Regions from separate parts of the Sus scrofa genome. Here region 2 is linked to region 1. The links are chromatin contacts, called in public Hi-C maps. All regions are on one chromosome and are shown on one strand. Each heading gives the region's core, a stretch centred on a gene start, on an enhancer-like site or on the middle of the called end of the contact. The rest is flanking DNA. Distances are from core to core; before and after follow the strand shown. Region 1 holds the start of LOC110261697 (collagen alpha-1(III) chain-like). Region 2 holds the start of CDYL (chromodomain Y-like protein).

What was found. Hi-C and Micro-C count contacts between places; a contact is called where the count stands out from the background.
Region 2: a contact with region 1 is called in a Hi-C map of embryonic fibroblasts, with 1.8 times the contacts expected there. The contact joins the promoter of CDYL here to the promoter of LOC110261697 in region 1. A contact is called at or near these places in 1 of 47 Hi-C or Micro-C datasets (embryonic fibroblasts) and 1 of 2 datasets of contacts at active chromatin or transcription factors (alveolar macrophages).

The regions. Positions count from the first base shown.
Region 1 is chr7:2,243,625-2,251,181 of Sscrofa11.1, reverse strand. It overlaps LOC110261697 (collagen alpha-1(III) chain-like), which reads right to left and starts at 2,803. Exons shown (of 3, transcript XM_021099999.1): 1 at 2,362-2,803; 2 at 1,568-2,275. The coding sequence starts at 2,803. It overlaps PXDC1 (PX domain-containing protein 1), which reads left to right and starts at 2,196. Exons shown (of 6, transcript XM_001928852.5): 1 at 2,196-3,057. The coding sequence starts at 2,802.
Region 2 is chr7:2,842,271-2,849,827 of Sscrofa11.1, reverse strand. It overlaps CDYL (chromodomain Y-like protein), which reads right to left and starts at 3,925. Exons shown (of 7, transcript XM_021100128.1): 1 at 3,516-3,925. The coding sequence starts at 3,539.

The DNA.
Region 1 (7,557 bases), core at 1,554-4,053:
GCAGTCATTTTCATGGACAGTTTTTCCACTGACATTTTATCTTATTTTATTTTATTTTAGTCTTTTTTGTCTTTTTAGGGCCGCACCCGTGGCATATGAAGGTTCCCAGGCTAGGGGTCCAATTGGAGCTTAGCCGCCAGCCTACGCCACAGCCACAGCAATTTGGGATCCGAACCGCATCTGCGATCTACACCACAGCTCACAGCAATGCCGGATCCTTAACCCATTGAGCGAGGCCAGGGATCAAACCCACAACCTCATGGCTCCTAGTCGGATTCGTTTCTGCTGCACCACGATGGGAGCTCCATGGATAATTTTTCTTAATAGATTTTTTAAGTCTTTATCAGGGAGTTCCTGTTGTGACTCAGCAGTAATGAACCCAACTAGGATCCATGAGCATGTGGGTTCGATCCCTGGCCTTGCTCAGTGAGTTAAGGATTCCTCGCTGCTGTGAGCTGTGGTGTAGGTCAAAGATGCAGCCTGGATCCTGCATCACTGTGGCTGTGGCTGGCAGCTGCAGCTCTGATTCGACCCCTAGCCTGGGAACTTCCACATGCTGCAGGTACAGCCCTAAAAAGCAAAAAAAAAAAAAAAAAAAAAAAAAAAAAAGTAAAAAGTCTATATCAATGCAAAGGATTAAAAAGTGGCAGGTCATTGCATTTCACTCTGAATTTCTGTAATGATTAGTGACTTCTGAGTTGTTATTTTTAACTCTCTAGTTTCAGGTGTCTTTAAACAAACAAACATCCTGATAGGAAAATGCTTCCTTCTCTTCAGTGACCAGAAGCGCCGGGTGCAACTGAAGGGCAGCCTCACAAAGTCAGGTCTCCTGGGCAACAGGGAACGAAGCCCGGATTGTTCCTAGAAAAGACTGTACAGGAGGCATAAAAGCACCGTAATTCTGGCTTTAAAGTCGAAGAGCCACTGCTCAGCCCAGGGGCAGTGAGAGGAGGCAACGTGCCCACAGAGGTTGAGGATGGGGCTTTGTGGGAAGAGGTGAAACTCTGCCCTGCCTGGCTCCCCCCGCAGCCTCCCTCCGCCCCTCCTGCGACTAGGTGGCCAGTCTCTCAGTCACCAGCACTTAGTGACCGCTGCCGCATGGCGGGGTCCCCAGGCGGTGGAAAACACCTTCTCTTCCCAGTTTACACGGAAAATGGGAGGTAAAGATAAACTTGGATGATGAACTTTGAAGACAGGATAAGGGCAAATCACTGAGTAAAACGTGTGTGTGTGTGTCTGTGTCTGTGTGTCTGTGTGTGTGTGTCTGTCTCTCGGGAAACGGGAAGCAGGGGTGCGCACCTCTCGGTCTGGATTGAATCAAGTCACCGGCAACCTGCCCCGGCCCCAGTCCTTTCTGCGCCCAGGCTCTTTCTCCACCGCCTGGGGCGGGGTGAGGTCCCTGCAGCCTCTGGAACCAACTTGCAGTTCTTGAACTAACTTCCGATTCTGGACCTATCGTTCGAAATTTCTTCCCAATTAGGAACAGCGTGAGGAGCAGGCCGCTGTGAACCAGAGTTCTGCAGGCGGGCGGCTTCCCCGGGTCCGCTTCCGAAATCCCCTCGCTCACCTAGGGCCCCCGCTGCCGCGGGGATGCTCTTTCCCACCGCGGGTCGGTCCCACTTCTCAGCAGGGAGGTCCCCTCTCCTTTTGGAGGGCGGCCCCTCGGCTGGCTGGCGCGGGCCTGTCTGTCCCGCCGCGTCCCCGTCTGTCTCCAGCCGCGTCCGGGCCAAGGCCAGGCAGCGGCGCGACTGGAATGCGCGGGGGCCGCGGGGCGGGGGCCGCCCCAGCCCGGCCCGGCCCAGGGTGGATGGGGGGGCGGCGCGCAGTGGAGAACCTGGCAGACGGTCCCGGCGCCAAGTCCCCGGAGCCCGTGCGCCCCGCCCTCGCCCCCCGCCCGCACACGTGCCACTGCCACCCCCTCGCGGGCCGGGTGGGGCGCGCAGGATCGAGAAACGGAAAGACAAGAGTCTCCCCAGGAACCCGGCGGGCACAGGCCGGCCGGCCCTCCCACCCCCAGTCTCGTCCAGTCCGGGCCGGCGGCTCGGGACCCGGAGCGGAGGGGGGAGGCGGGAGGCGGGGCCGGCGCTGGGGTTTCCGCCCCGCCCGGCGGCCGGGGGTCCCCGCGGCCCCAGCAGCGCGGGCTCGGGAGGCGGCGCGGGGCGCGGCGGCCAGGCCACCCCTCCGCGCGCGGCGTGTCCTCTTGCCTGGAGGCGGGGAAGGCGGAGGCGGCCGCGGCCTCGACGTCGGCGACCGCGCCGCCCGCGATGGGAAGTGCCTTATAAGCCTCGGCTCGGCCGGCCCCGCCGCTCGTAGCCTCGCCCTCCGGGAGAGCGCGCGGAGGCCCGGCCGACATCCGCAGACCCGCTCCGCCGCGACCCCGGGCCGGGACGGACCCGGACTCGAGCAGGCCTCCTACCGACCCGGTCTCCGGACGGAGCCCAAACGGACCCCGGCCCCAAGTAGACCTCGGAGGGGCGCCAGCCCGGGACTGAGCCCGGGCAGACCCTGACCGACTCCGGCTCCGGACAGATCCCAGGTCTCTTCGACTCTGGACAGACCTCGGACGGACCCCGGCGCCGGACCGACCCCAGGCCGGGCAGACCCCGGCTCCGCGCAGATCCCGGACCGATCCCGGCGCCGGACGGACTTCGGGCGGACCCCGGCCCTGGATTGACCCCGGCTCCGCGCAGATCCCGGGCAGATACAGGCGCCCGACGGACTCTGGGCGGACCCCGGCCCCGGGCTGCCCCCGGCCCGGGCGGGCGCGCCCCCTGCCGGCCGGGGCATGCGCGGCCCGCGGCATGGCCTCGGCGGTGTTTGAGGGCACGTCGCTCGTGAACATGTTCGTGCGCGGCTGCTGGGTGAACGGCATCCGCAGGCTCATCGTCAGCCGGCGCGGCGACGAGGAGGAGTTCTTCGAGATCCGCACCGAGTGGTCGGACCGCAGCGTGCTGTACCTGCACCGCAGCCTGGCCGACCTGGGCCGCCTGTGGCAGCGCCTCCGCGACGCCTTCCCCGAGGACCGGCCGGAGCTGGCGCGCGCGCCGCTGCGCCAAGGTGGGCGCGGGCCCGGCCTCGGGGCTGGGCTCTCGGGGCACTGGGTGGGAGTCGGGGACCGGGGGGAGGGTGCGGGCTCCTTCGACGTGCAGGGAGAGGGGCTCCGCCTTCCCCCAGGCGAGGGGCGCCCGGGCCGCAGTGGCAGCGGCAGGAATCCGCACATCGGCACCGTGGCCCCTGGCCGAGGCTGGTTGCCTTGACCATCACCAAGGTCAACCACCGTCCAGCGCTGGCCGCGGCAGGAGGGGCGGGGGGACGTTTGGGAGAGTTCAGCGCAGCGTCCGGCGGGGGTCGCGCCGTGTCTGGCAGCCCCTTCGCGGTCCTAGCCGGGCAGGGCCGCGCCCCTTGTCCCTGCTGACCGACGTGCGAGGTGCCACGTGGCCTCTGTCATTCCAGGAGGGGCCCCGCGGGGTGCGTCCGCATTCGGGTTTGATTAACCCTGGCCGCCTCCTCCCGAGCCTTGTGACTTTCCTGGCTCTTGGGGACTCGAGTTTCAGAGAACTGGGTGGCTTCCCACTTCCTACTCGCGGGCTGGCGTTTGGAGGCCGCGGAGAGGAGGTTGGAGGGGAGGAAGCCAGACCCGAGGTTGAGAAGGAGGGACTGGGTCAGCCCCCCACCACACCTGTGCGGCCACCTGCAGCTCTGAGACTCTGTGACGCCTCCCAGAGCCGTCCTTTAAGCAGGGCCTGGGCACTTTTGGGGGCACTTCCTGAAGAGACATAGTTTACGGAGGGTCCCCATTTACCGAGGGTCTCCGAAGCTGCCTGTCTGCCTGAGGTCTTGCGGTCTCCAGCCCCCCTGGTGACAGCCTCACCCCAGCCTGTGAATTCTGTGGATAATTAGCTCATTCTCATGACACATCCTCTGGCAGATGCGTCACTTGGACAGGTTCCCGAAGCCAGAGGGTTTGCAGGCCCTGAGTGAGACCGCCTGCTCCTGGCCTGGCACTTGTGGCTGCTCTGGGGGTGGTTCAGTAGCGTTTCAAGCAGGGCAGCAGTTTACCTTGATTTACTCCTTGGCTGTGTGAGTTATTATATTTTTAATTTAGCAAATGAAGGTCCAAGCCCAGGAAACTTAGACTGAAGGAACAATTTGCTCAGTGACTTGTGTCCTTTCTGGAACAAGGTGGGGTGAACAAGCAGGAGCCCCAGAGCCTGGGCAGAGAGCCTGCCGTCCCTGCCCTCCCCTCTGCCCCCCCCCCCCCGTCCCTCTCCTGCTCCATATCCACCCCCCCAGCCTTACTCTGTTGGGGACCCAGCTCGGCTGTGACCCGGGGCGGGCTCTGGAAATCCGCTCCCGTCTGGCCCCTCCCCCGCAGCACAGTCCCCGATGCCCACTTGTGAGAACAGAGGTTCATGCCCCGTGTCCCACGTAGTGAGCCCTCCGTGACTGTGGCCTTCGTTGTCCCCCTTAATGGCTGCTGGCTGCCGGGGTTGTAGATGGTACGGAGGAGGTGTAGCTTTGGTCGCCTTGGGGGCTGGTGGGGACACCGCCTCATCCAGAGCAGAAGGCAGGTGTGCGTGAGGCACATGACCTGCCCTGCACACGCGCCTGGCTCTGTCCCTCTGTGCGAGTTGTGCCGGGTCCGTTCTGGGTTTGGGAGGTGTCAGCGCACAGTCCCCCACAGAGGGGGCCCTCCAAGGAGACAGGGCCAGGAAGAGGGGACCCCCAGGGAGAAACCAGATGCTAGGGGATACGAGAGCTGTTTCCAAGTGTCTGAGAAGGAAAATGAGAAGTGAGTGTTAGAGGAGGTGGGGGCACAGGGGGGGTCGCGGCTGTTAGATGCGGGTCTGGGTTGCGTGTAAAGCCTGTGCCGACAGCCCTGGTGGGACGGGGAATCGTTGTCCTGGCTGGAGGCCTGACCGGAGGGGGCCTCCCCCAGGGCCAGCTCAGCTCAGCACCGGGGAGAGGTGAGGGCGGCCCCGGGGCCCCAGGAGGGGGCATCCATCCCCTGCTCTGGTCCTCGGGTCTCCGCTGGGTGGCACGCTGGCCCTCCCCCGGCACCACCCGAGTTCCCAGCCTCCTCCTCCTCCTCTTTCAGCTCCCTTTAATTCCGGGAAAGTTGTTTTCTAAGTAGAATGTGTCTCCGTTATGTAAAGGAAGATCCCACCTTTTTCCAGGCTGATTAATGATTTGCATGAAAAGATTGGATGCACAGGCCCTACCCGCCAAAGGCATCAGATGCGTGTGGTGCTGGAGAGGCCGTGTTCTCAGTGCCACTCGGCATCGGATCCCTTCCATTAAAACTCACCGAGTAGTTCTGGCCTGGCTTAGACTGGCAGGCTTGTCTCATCAGAAGCTCTGTGGACACTTCCGGGTTCCACAGGCTGAGCGGGCAGCAGGCCGGTCACTCTCATAAATGTAGGACCGAAGACCTGCAGAGGGTGGGGAAGCCTCGGCCCCCGCCTGCATCTTCAATTCGCTGTGCGGTCAGGCAGGTGCACAGCCTGTGTCTGGGGCCCCGGAGCACTGCCGTGGGAGCAGGCGTGGCGGGGGCACGTTCCCTCTGATCCACGCACGCGTGGGTGCTGGCCTTGGCCACACATAGTTTCCAGGTGGCATGTGGGCAGAGGTCTTTAACCCCTGTGTGGCCTGGCGGCGCAGGGCCCTCTGTCTGGGCGGAGCGCGGGGCCTGTCTGGTTTCTGTTCTTCTCCTTGGTGCCTTGGCCTCTCACCTCTGCACCCGGCTCTGACACACCCACCCTCCATCTCTCGTCCCCCTGCCCGAGGGGACAGAGGTGCCCTTTCTGCTTTTTCCACACAATGACACAGGCGGGGCCGAGTCTGACTTAAATCTGCTCTATGTAATATTTAACGTGGTTCAGGGTTTCCTGACCAGACGTGGCGAGCTCTCTTGCCCGCCGCGGCTCTCACAATTGGGAAGGTTTACTTTAAGACAGACGTGCAGGAGTTCCCGTCATGGCTCAGCGGTAACAAACCGACTAGTATCCATGAGGACACAGGTGGGATCCCTAGCCTTGCCCAGTGGGTTAAGGATCCCGCCTTGCTGTGGTGTAGACAGGCAGCTGTGGCTCTGATTTGGCCCCTGGCCTGGGAACCTCCTTATGCCACAGGTACGGCCCTAAAAAGACTAAATAAATGAATAAATAAATAAATAAACAAATAAAAGACAAATGTGCAGAATTTCCCCAATGACTGTTTGGGGCTCTTGCACTATTTTGATTTTTTAAAAAATAATGCCCATTCCAGCACTGCAGCCCAGATTCTACTTCCAAAGTAGTCGGGTGATCTTTGATTCCTGATGACTGAAAAACCAACATTTTGGTTTTTTATTCGCTCACCAAGTGCCCAGTGGGTGCCTCCCCTGTGCTGAGTGTCGCCTAGGTTCTGGGGACACAGCAGCAACTAGAACAGACACAAAACCTCTGCCCTTGTGAGTCTCTTCTGGGCGAGAGATATCCAGTGATAAAGATAAGTTACAAAATTACCTGAGCTGGGTGTACATGTTCAGAAGAGAAGAAAAGTAGGAAAAAGAGTTGCTATGATTTGTCGGGGTCGGGGCGGGGGACCTCACTTTCAGATGGGCTGGTCCAGGAGGGCTCAGAGGAAGTGACCTGGGAGTCAAGACTGGAGGAAGCAGGGCGTGAACTCTGTGGATACTTGGAGAATAGCTTCCAGGCAGCGGCCAGAGCAAGTGCAAAGGCACTGAGGCCAGCGTGTGCCCAGTGGCTCTAAGTAGTGAAGAGCCCATTGTTGCTGGAGGGGAGAGAGGGGGGTAGAGGAAGTGGGAGGTTGGGGGTGGGGAGTGGACAGTCCGCTCAGAGTGGGGCTCTTGTTCAGAGGTGGGCAGCTTCCATCAGAGAGCTCCCAGCAGGGTGTGGCTTGATGTGCCTGCTGGGCACTCTGGCTGCTGTGCTGAGCAAGGCTGGGCGGAGGATGGGGGGAGGCAGGGGAGGTGTGAGAAGGGGTCAGGCTGTCTGACCTTTCCCTGGAGAGAGAGCGCGGGCTTTCCTGAGAGACCAGACGTGGCTGTAGGCGTGTCGGGGCCAACACAGAAGGCCTGCAGGAGGAGCTGGTGGAGGGCCCAGCTTCCAACGTGGTACGTTGGCCTCTTCTCCAAATAAGGCCCCTCCCGGAGAGCCCTGTGGGGGTGCCGGGGTAACGTCTGTTCACCTTCAGCACCGATGATGGTCTGCCTGCATCCTGCAGACCGGCTAGTAGATTTGAGATGGAGGACCAGGAAGGGAGGTGTCCGGAACCTACCAGAGGGGCCTGGGCACAGGCCACCAGCCGGACTCCACCCCGTCAGCTCTAGGGGACCAGCGCTCTGCTCTCAAAACAAGGGGGGGGTGGCGATCGCCACCTGATGTGGGGACAACTGCAGAGCCCCCCAGTTTACGTGGTGCAAGTGGCTGAAAATAGAGCAGAGGCTGCACCCGGGTCAGGAGCAGATCAGAGGTCACCTCTGACCAGCCCGCTGGGCCCTGGGGCAGGGGGGCCAGAGCGGGGCCTGGGGTCCTGCCTCTCACAGCCCCGCCC
Region 2 (7,557 bases), core at 2,676-5,175, 600 kb before region 1:
GGCGACATAATCAACGGAGCCACGCTTTTAAATCTCAAAGGAAAAAAGGCTGGCTTTCAGAATTTGGGTGGTTCTTTTGTGTTTTGTTTTCTTTTAATTTCTTTAAGAATGGGAGAGAAAGCGGTTCCTAGGATAAGGTAACCGTTTAACACCAGAGTGTAGCTTTTCATCAACTCCAAACTGCTTTCACATGTTAATGCACGGACGCCTCCGAGCCTCCAGGGCGTCAGCATCACTCCACTTAGAGCAGCGGAGGGCGGGAGACAGGTACCTAAGACCACAGCGGCGGGGGTCCTGGCCTCCGTCGAAAGGAGGGGATCCCAGGCCTTGCGGCTCTAAGGCCAGAGCTGGGATTGGGGCTGGAAGGCCTTTGCTCCCCTCCCACCACCCTGACGCCCCAACCCCAGGGTCAACTTCGGCTTCAGAACAGCGAACCATCAGGCAGAGGTGAGCAAACGCAGGCCCACCCGCAGTCCTCATGGAACCCACGGGCGAAGGCTCTGATTTACATTTTTAAGTGATATATGTATATATATTTTAAAGGAAGACTATTCCATAACATGTAAGAATTCCACGAAATTTGAGTTTTACCGCCCATAACGGTTTCACTGGCGCTCAGCACCCACTCCTTTAGGCCTGGCCCGCAGCTGCTTCTGCGCTCCTCCGGCAGCGCGTGGGGCCCGCCCGGCCTCCGGCGGGGATAACCTCCTGGCCCTCCACACAAAGGTCACGGCCCGACCCAAAGGATGCTGGTCTTCTTGTGAAAACTATAAAGTTCGAAGTGCGGTAAATGAAGAGCATCCCCTCCATCCTGGCTGCTAGAGATGCTGGGGCTCAATCGAGCCTGTTCTTCCAACCCGGCAAGGCCAACACCCGGACCCGTCTTGCTCCATTCCCTTATTTTTGGTCCCCACGCCATGGTTACAACAACCACGTCAACAGTCACGAAGCACCTACACACCACACACCAGGAGCCGTGCTCATACGTGCTGGAGATCTCACTGGGGGTGGGGGTGAGAAAGCAGAGGCTTAGCGATCAGGCAATGCGCCCAAGTTCAGAGGCGACGACGGACCCGCGCTCTTCACACGCCAAACTACCGCAAAAGGCAAGACTCTGAACGCCCTCCTGCTACAATATCCTTCTAGAACTGTGGAGCTTGAGGCCAAACATGAAACTTCCACTTCAATGAGGCAGAACTGGACCACATCAGGCAACTAATGCCCCAGGCCCTGGGTACGAACACACCTTAGTGTCGTCTCCCCCCCCCAAAAAAAACCCCACACACCTGTCAGGCAGGCTGCGGTGTTACACCTACAACTGCTACTGTTTCTGCCCCACAAATGACACCACTTTGATCAAAACAGTACAATTCCATATTTTCAGAAACAAAACCTGGCCTCAGAGAGGCATGCTAGGTCAGCTAACACTCAGAAGGTGGCACTTGGTCTCTGGGAGCCGTGGGTATGCTTTGCATATCTTTCCATTTGAACTTCACGGCTCTAGGAGGCAAGCCCTGGTCCCGGGTTTTACAGATGAGGACACCGAGCTTTCAAGGTTAATTTACTCCAGGTGACAGGGCCGGATTTCCACAGCTCGGTTTTCTGATTCCAAACCCACGCAGCACTTTCAAACAGCAACCTTCACTCCTAACAGCCTCAGTGTTGCCTTCAAGTAAAGGAGAAGTTAGATCTTTTTAAAGCACCGACCACCCCACCTGCTAGCACCTCAACTATCCTCTGAAGACTTCCCCAAACAAAAACTCAGAATCCTAAGTTCAGGTGCACACGTGCGTCCTTTCTCTGCAATGCACCCAGTTCTTTCCCAACGCGGGTCTTTGAGGACCTGAGCCAGTTCCATCCCTCAGAGCCCATCTCCCCACGGAACCTCCAGAGGGCAGGGGTTCAATAAACACGCTGAACAAACGCAAACTTTGTAGAAGATACGACCTGTAAATGCCTTCTGCGAGGAAAGTGGTGAGGAGAAACCCGGAAGGTACAGAGTAAACAAAGAAAGCTCTCAATTGGGCACACAACGCGCTGGTGGAACGGTTTTACCTTCAGGACAATTTTTTACACATGTGAGATACAACTTACGTATAAGGTGCTACCTTCACCCAAACACTCACGGAATGAGTTAACTGACTCAGTATTTATAGTCACAAAAATGAACGATGCGTGGATTCTCAAGCCCAAACGCTCAAAGAATAAGTCCATAGAGAAACCAAAGCCCTCCCACCCTCATGCTACGTACTTTCCCAGCTCTGTCTCGGCCTCTACTTCTGGGCCTTCCCCAGACAACACCCTCCTTCCTTCTTGAAAACCAGGAGATTTTTTCCCCCTTTGTCCAAACCTCCCCAGACAGTATCTTGAGCACAGTCTGGCATCGCTAAGGTGTAAAATGGTTGAAGAGAATGGACCATGTTCAGTGCCAGCCAAGGTACACTGACCACGTACAATGTAAGGGCAGGCCACAAACCCACCACCAAGTCTACACATGGCAAAACCTCCTACAGAGAACGTTTGCAAACACTTGCTTTTCAAAAGCAACAGAAAGTTGCTAGAAGGCCATCACTGTTGGCAAGAGAGCTCCATTCGGTGCCAACTGCGATAACCCACTCCGGGAGAAGAGCCTGAAGAAGGTTCACCTGCTTCTTATGAAGGGTTCACGAGGGCCAAGGGGCTCTGCCTGTTACAGACGCTTGCACTTCCTAAGTCCCTAAACACCTCCAAGAGGTGAACCCAGAGAGTTTCCACAAGTTTTAAGTCTCTCATGAAGATGTATATACGGAAATATATACGCCACAGAAGAACCCTTTATCCAAAAGAACAGAAAGGCTTCCAAGCTTCCATACTCCCGGGAAGCCGACTTTGCAACACGTCAAGAAGTTACATCGAGGCGTACAAAACATGTCTAAAGATTCCAACTGACAACCGCACAACTTGAAGTCGACGCTGGCAAACCCATCGCCCATAACTTACAGCTCTGATGGTGCCCCTTCTTACTTGCACCGCTGCGGCGCAAATGAATGACGGTGTATCAGCGTTAAATTTAAATTTCCTGGCTCTGGCCACAATGCTAACCTAATTAAACCATGTGGTCCACGCCGAGCATTTTCGGTGCGATATTTTGCATCGCTCGGGCCAGCACAGAGTCGGGAGGCAGTTGCACTCTTCTCTCGCCCCCCCAACACCGGAGGCAAACCCTCCCCGAAGCGCTCCGCCAAACGGCCAGGAGAGCACCCCCGCGCCGCCCACAGACCCCGCCGGGCGGTGCCGGGGGCTCCGCACCCACCGCCCCGCCGCGGGCACTTTGGGCTCCGTCCGAGCAAGTCGCTCGCGTCAGCGCTCCTGCCCGCGGCCGGGACCCCGGGCCCCGCAAGTCGGGCGCCGCCGCCGCCGCCGGGCCCGGGCGCACGCGCTTCCGTCCAGCAAACTGCGGCCGGGGGGGAGGGGGCGGCGGGCCGGCCGTCGGGCGGGGGCCGGGCGGGGCGGCGGGCCGGGGGGAGGGGAGGTACCTCGTACAGCTCCTCGGAGGCCATGGTGGGCGGCGGGGCGGGGGGCGCGGGGGCAGGGCGGGCGAGGCGCCGCGCCGCCGGCGGCCGACACTTTGTTTCAGTTGGGTCCCTGCGTGGCCTGCGCTTCCTGCTCCGCTCGGCTCCGGCGCCGGGCGCAGCGCGGACCGGCCGCTCACTCCTGCCGGTGCGGGCCGCCGGCCGGGTTGTGCGCAGGAGCAGCTGCGCAACGCGCCCTCCGCGCCGCGCTCACTCCCCGGCGGGCCGGCTCGGGCTCGGGCTCATCGCGCCGCCGCGGGGCCGGGCCGGGCTGGGGCGGGCGCGGCGGCGGTGCACGGCGGCGCGCTGGCTCCGCGGCTCCCCCTCTCCGGTGTAGTGCAAGAAGCTTCCTACTTGCGACCAAAAAACCTGCCCCGGCTACTGAGCATGCCCAGTGCAGCCGCCCGGCCCGGCCGAGCCGCGCTCCCGCGCTCCGGGTTTTCGGGCCGCCCGCGCGGGAGGGGCGGGGCGGCCGGCGGGCGGGGCGGCCGAGGGGAGCAGCGGGCTGCGCTCCGGGCGCGGCGGGCGGGCGGCCGCGGGGGGCCGGCCGGCAGGAAGGGGAGGAGCCCGGGCGGGGGCGGGGCCGGGCGAGGCGGGGGCGGGGCTGGGGCGGGACCCGACTCGCCCAAATGCCCTCGCGGAGGTCGGACCCGGCCGCGGCGCCCGCCCGCCTCGACGTGGGAGCCGAGCTCTGGGGCGGGCGGGCGCAGGGCGGCGGCGGCGGCGCGCTCGGGGGCAGGCGCCGGCGGCCCCGGAGTTGGCCAGGGGACCATGGGGCCGGGCCACCCCGCGAACCGCGCCCGCCGCCCCGACGGCAGCGACGCGCGGCCTCTCCCCGGAACGCGCGGAGCCCCCGCCCCCGGGCGCCCGCCGCGTCGCCCGTTCCGGCCCGGGCAGCCTGCGGAGGGCCGGCGGCGTGGCCAGGTGGAGCCCCCGCCCCACCACGTGCCCGCCTCCCCCGCGGCAGCCGCCAAGACCCGGAGTCGGAGCGCGCGCCCGCGTGGGGCCCGGCACGCGCGCTCGGCGGCAGGCCCGGGGTGGGGGCCGGGGCGGGAGCCCGGCGCAGTCGAGGGCGGCGCGAGGGCGCGGCCGCCTCCTCTCGGCCCGCAGCTTCCCCCACGCCGGGCCTCCCTGTTCCTCTTGGAGCGTCCGCCTCCTCCGAAGGGGAGCCGGGAGGAGGGGCCGGAATCTGGGCTCCAGGGAGGTCTGGGTTCCAAAGGAACGAAGCTGTCAGTGGTGGTTCTCCTTGGGGGGGACGGTGTGGACAACTAGGCGACCAGCCCTGCCGGGACCACAGCGATGGGCTGGCCCTTCCTCCGCCTGGCAGGGGAGCAGGGCAAAGTGGGGGCGGCCCGCGCGCGGGCTAGCTCCCAGGGCACACCTGCCGGGACACCGGACGCTTCCCCATCCGTGTGGAATGAGGAAGGGGCTGCCCGGCCTGACTCCCACAAACAGCCGCAACTCCCAACCTTCCTGCGAATAGAGCGGAACTTCCCCCCCGAGGCACCGCAGAGACAGGCTTACGCTGTCCCCCACCCCCTACGGCAGGAAGACACCACCAAAGCCTCATCTCTCCCAGGGCATCCTCTCCTGCCACCCCGTTCCCGGTGCTCTGTCTAGCTCCAGTTCCCAACTGACCTCCTAGAAACCAGGCTCCTCCCACCAGTTTTCTTCCTAAAACCCAATTCGATCGTGCCCCGTTCGCACAGTTTAGCAACCGCAAGGCTTTGCAGAGAGCCCGCTGAAGCTTCCTGCCCTCCCCACGCCCACGAACAAGCGCCACGCTTGCCCTTAAGTCACTTGAAGTCGAATCACCACTGCCTTCACGCCGACGCTTCTGCCTGCAGTTCCCTCTGCCTGGAATGCCCCCTTTCGACCTTAAACTCCAGCTCCGACGTCACATCAAAAGCAAAGCTTTCTAACTTCTAGGGCAAAATTAGTCACATTCCCTCCCCAGCCACTCAGGCGTGCTCCAGCGGCGCTTACCTCCCTGTCCTCCGTCCGGTCCACTCCCCTCCCACCCCCATTTCTAGACGGTGACCTTCTCCCGGATCTCCAAATGCGGTTGGCAGCCCCCCACCCCGCACCACTGCCTCCGTATAAAAGAAGTTTTTATTCAGTGAATTGTAGTTCCAATGGCCACAGCAAAGCCCTGACACCTGATACACCTCCGATCCCCACCACCAAATGCGTGGACGGTAGAAGCACGTGTTAAAGTCCCACCTTCTCTTCCCGTCCAGGCGCTCCCCCCACCCCCAACAGAGGGCCCAGCCAATTCTCTTTCCCACCCCCAAGCAGTAGCGCCGCCTCCTTTCAGTTGGCACTTGTGCATCTGCTGATTTATTTATTATTATTTATTATTATTTGCTGCATCTGCTTAGCGTCTCTCTAGGCACACAGTCATCACCCTAAGTTGGAAGCTCCTTGAAGGCAAGGACTAGAACGGTGGCATGTGCTCCAAGTCTCAGCTATGCTCGCCCCTTACTGCCCACGCTCAGACTCACCGGCGGCGGTTCAAAACCACACAAGCGCAATAACATGTGAACAAAAAGGGGATTCTCAGTGTAAAAGGAAGGACGCATCGCACTTAGAAACTTGTACACAATCGCAGACCCGCACACTCATAAACACTTCCTTTTCTCACGGCCGTCACCTAATGACGATCCTCAGCACAGAATTTGCAACACATTCACCCCTGGCGAGCTCTCGGGTCTCGAAAGTCCCCACTGCTACCAAGGGGAGGGGAGGAAGGCAAGACGCCGCCAACAGCCATCCTCAGACACTGAGCTAGCATGCCTGGTGTACGCCCCAATCCTAGAGCAAGGAGACGGACCTCATGGGGCCACACAGGGTAAAAAGGGTAACGCACGCCATAAAGTCCCTGTACCCGGACCTTTAATCCTGATGACCTGGATCATTTATGCGGCTGGGATCTGCCATCAACATCAAAAGTAACCCCTGGGTAGGAGTCACCTCGGTAATAGGCACGAGGGTGCCATCTCCTCAGCGCAGCTCCGGCCACCTCTCTGCTCCAACAGGGAGTGGGTGTCCATCTTAATTAAGAACATGGCCGAGGAGATCCCCCCGAAAGTACCCAACTGGTGGCAGAGCCACTGAGGTCAGCGGTCCACCAGGCTGCTCTCACCCCGCCCCCATCCCCGCCTAAAACACCACTGGTTTATTCAATACCGTTTTGCTGATGTCATAGCTCAATTTGTCTTACTTTTAAGCAAATTTTCTCTCTTGCCTCACTTTTTTTACATAAACAACGTTTTATCAGTGCTCATAACAGAAGCAAATATGTCCAAGATCATTTAATGGCTTTGAATTTATACCACCTTTTCTGAAATAGTGAAGTTTTGCAGTAGTTACCATGACCACGTGTGTGGGTGCTGTGAAAGTACTTTCTCAGGGAATTGAGAATAAAAGTGCAGTCACATCCCCTAAACACATCAAGGAAGAGATCTGCATTGAACCAAAAACACATGCATCACAATAGTAGGTACTAGTGAAATGCACACATCTTCATCTCTACAGAAATGGTCAAGAAACAGGATGGTGTACACACGCAATTAAAATACACATCTGCCGGTTCTGAGCTTCCGTTCTCACCTGACGTACGCGGTGGCGACCAACAGAAACCCGGGGACTCCTCTTCCAAATGTATCCAAACGACCGGTATTCGACAATCAAGGCCCCTCAGGAGAAGGCTCTGCAGATCAGGCGTGGAAGCCATTCCCCAACGCAGCAGAACAATGACTAACAGCTTAAACCAGAGGTTCTTTCCCATCCCTTCTCAGCAGCCCAGCAGTGGACTCCAGTTCTCCCGAGAATCTGCATTTCATCTACATTTGAATCCCAAGGCTCCCGGGAGGAGCTGGGGGGTGGGGCTGGAAAGACAAAAGAAGCCCCAATCCTGCAACTACTGCCCTGAGGCAAAGGCCCTTTGGGGTTGGGCGGCTGTGGAAGAGGGCCCAAGCGATCCCTCCCTCAGTGTGGCACCCCA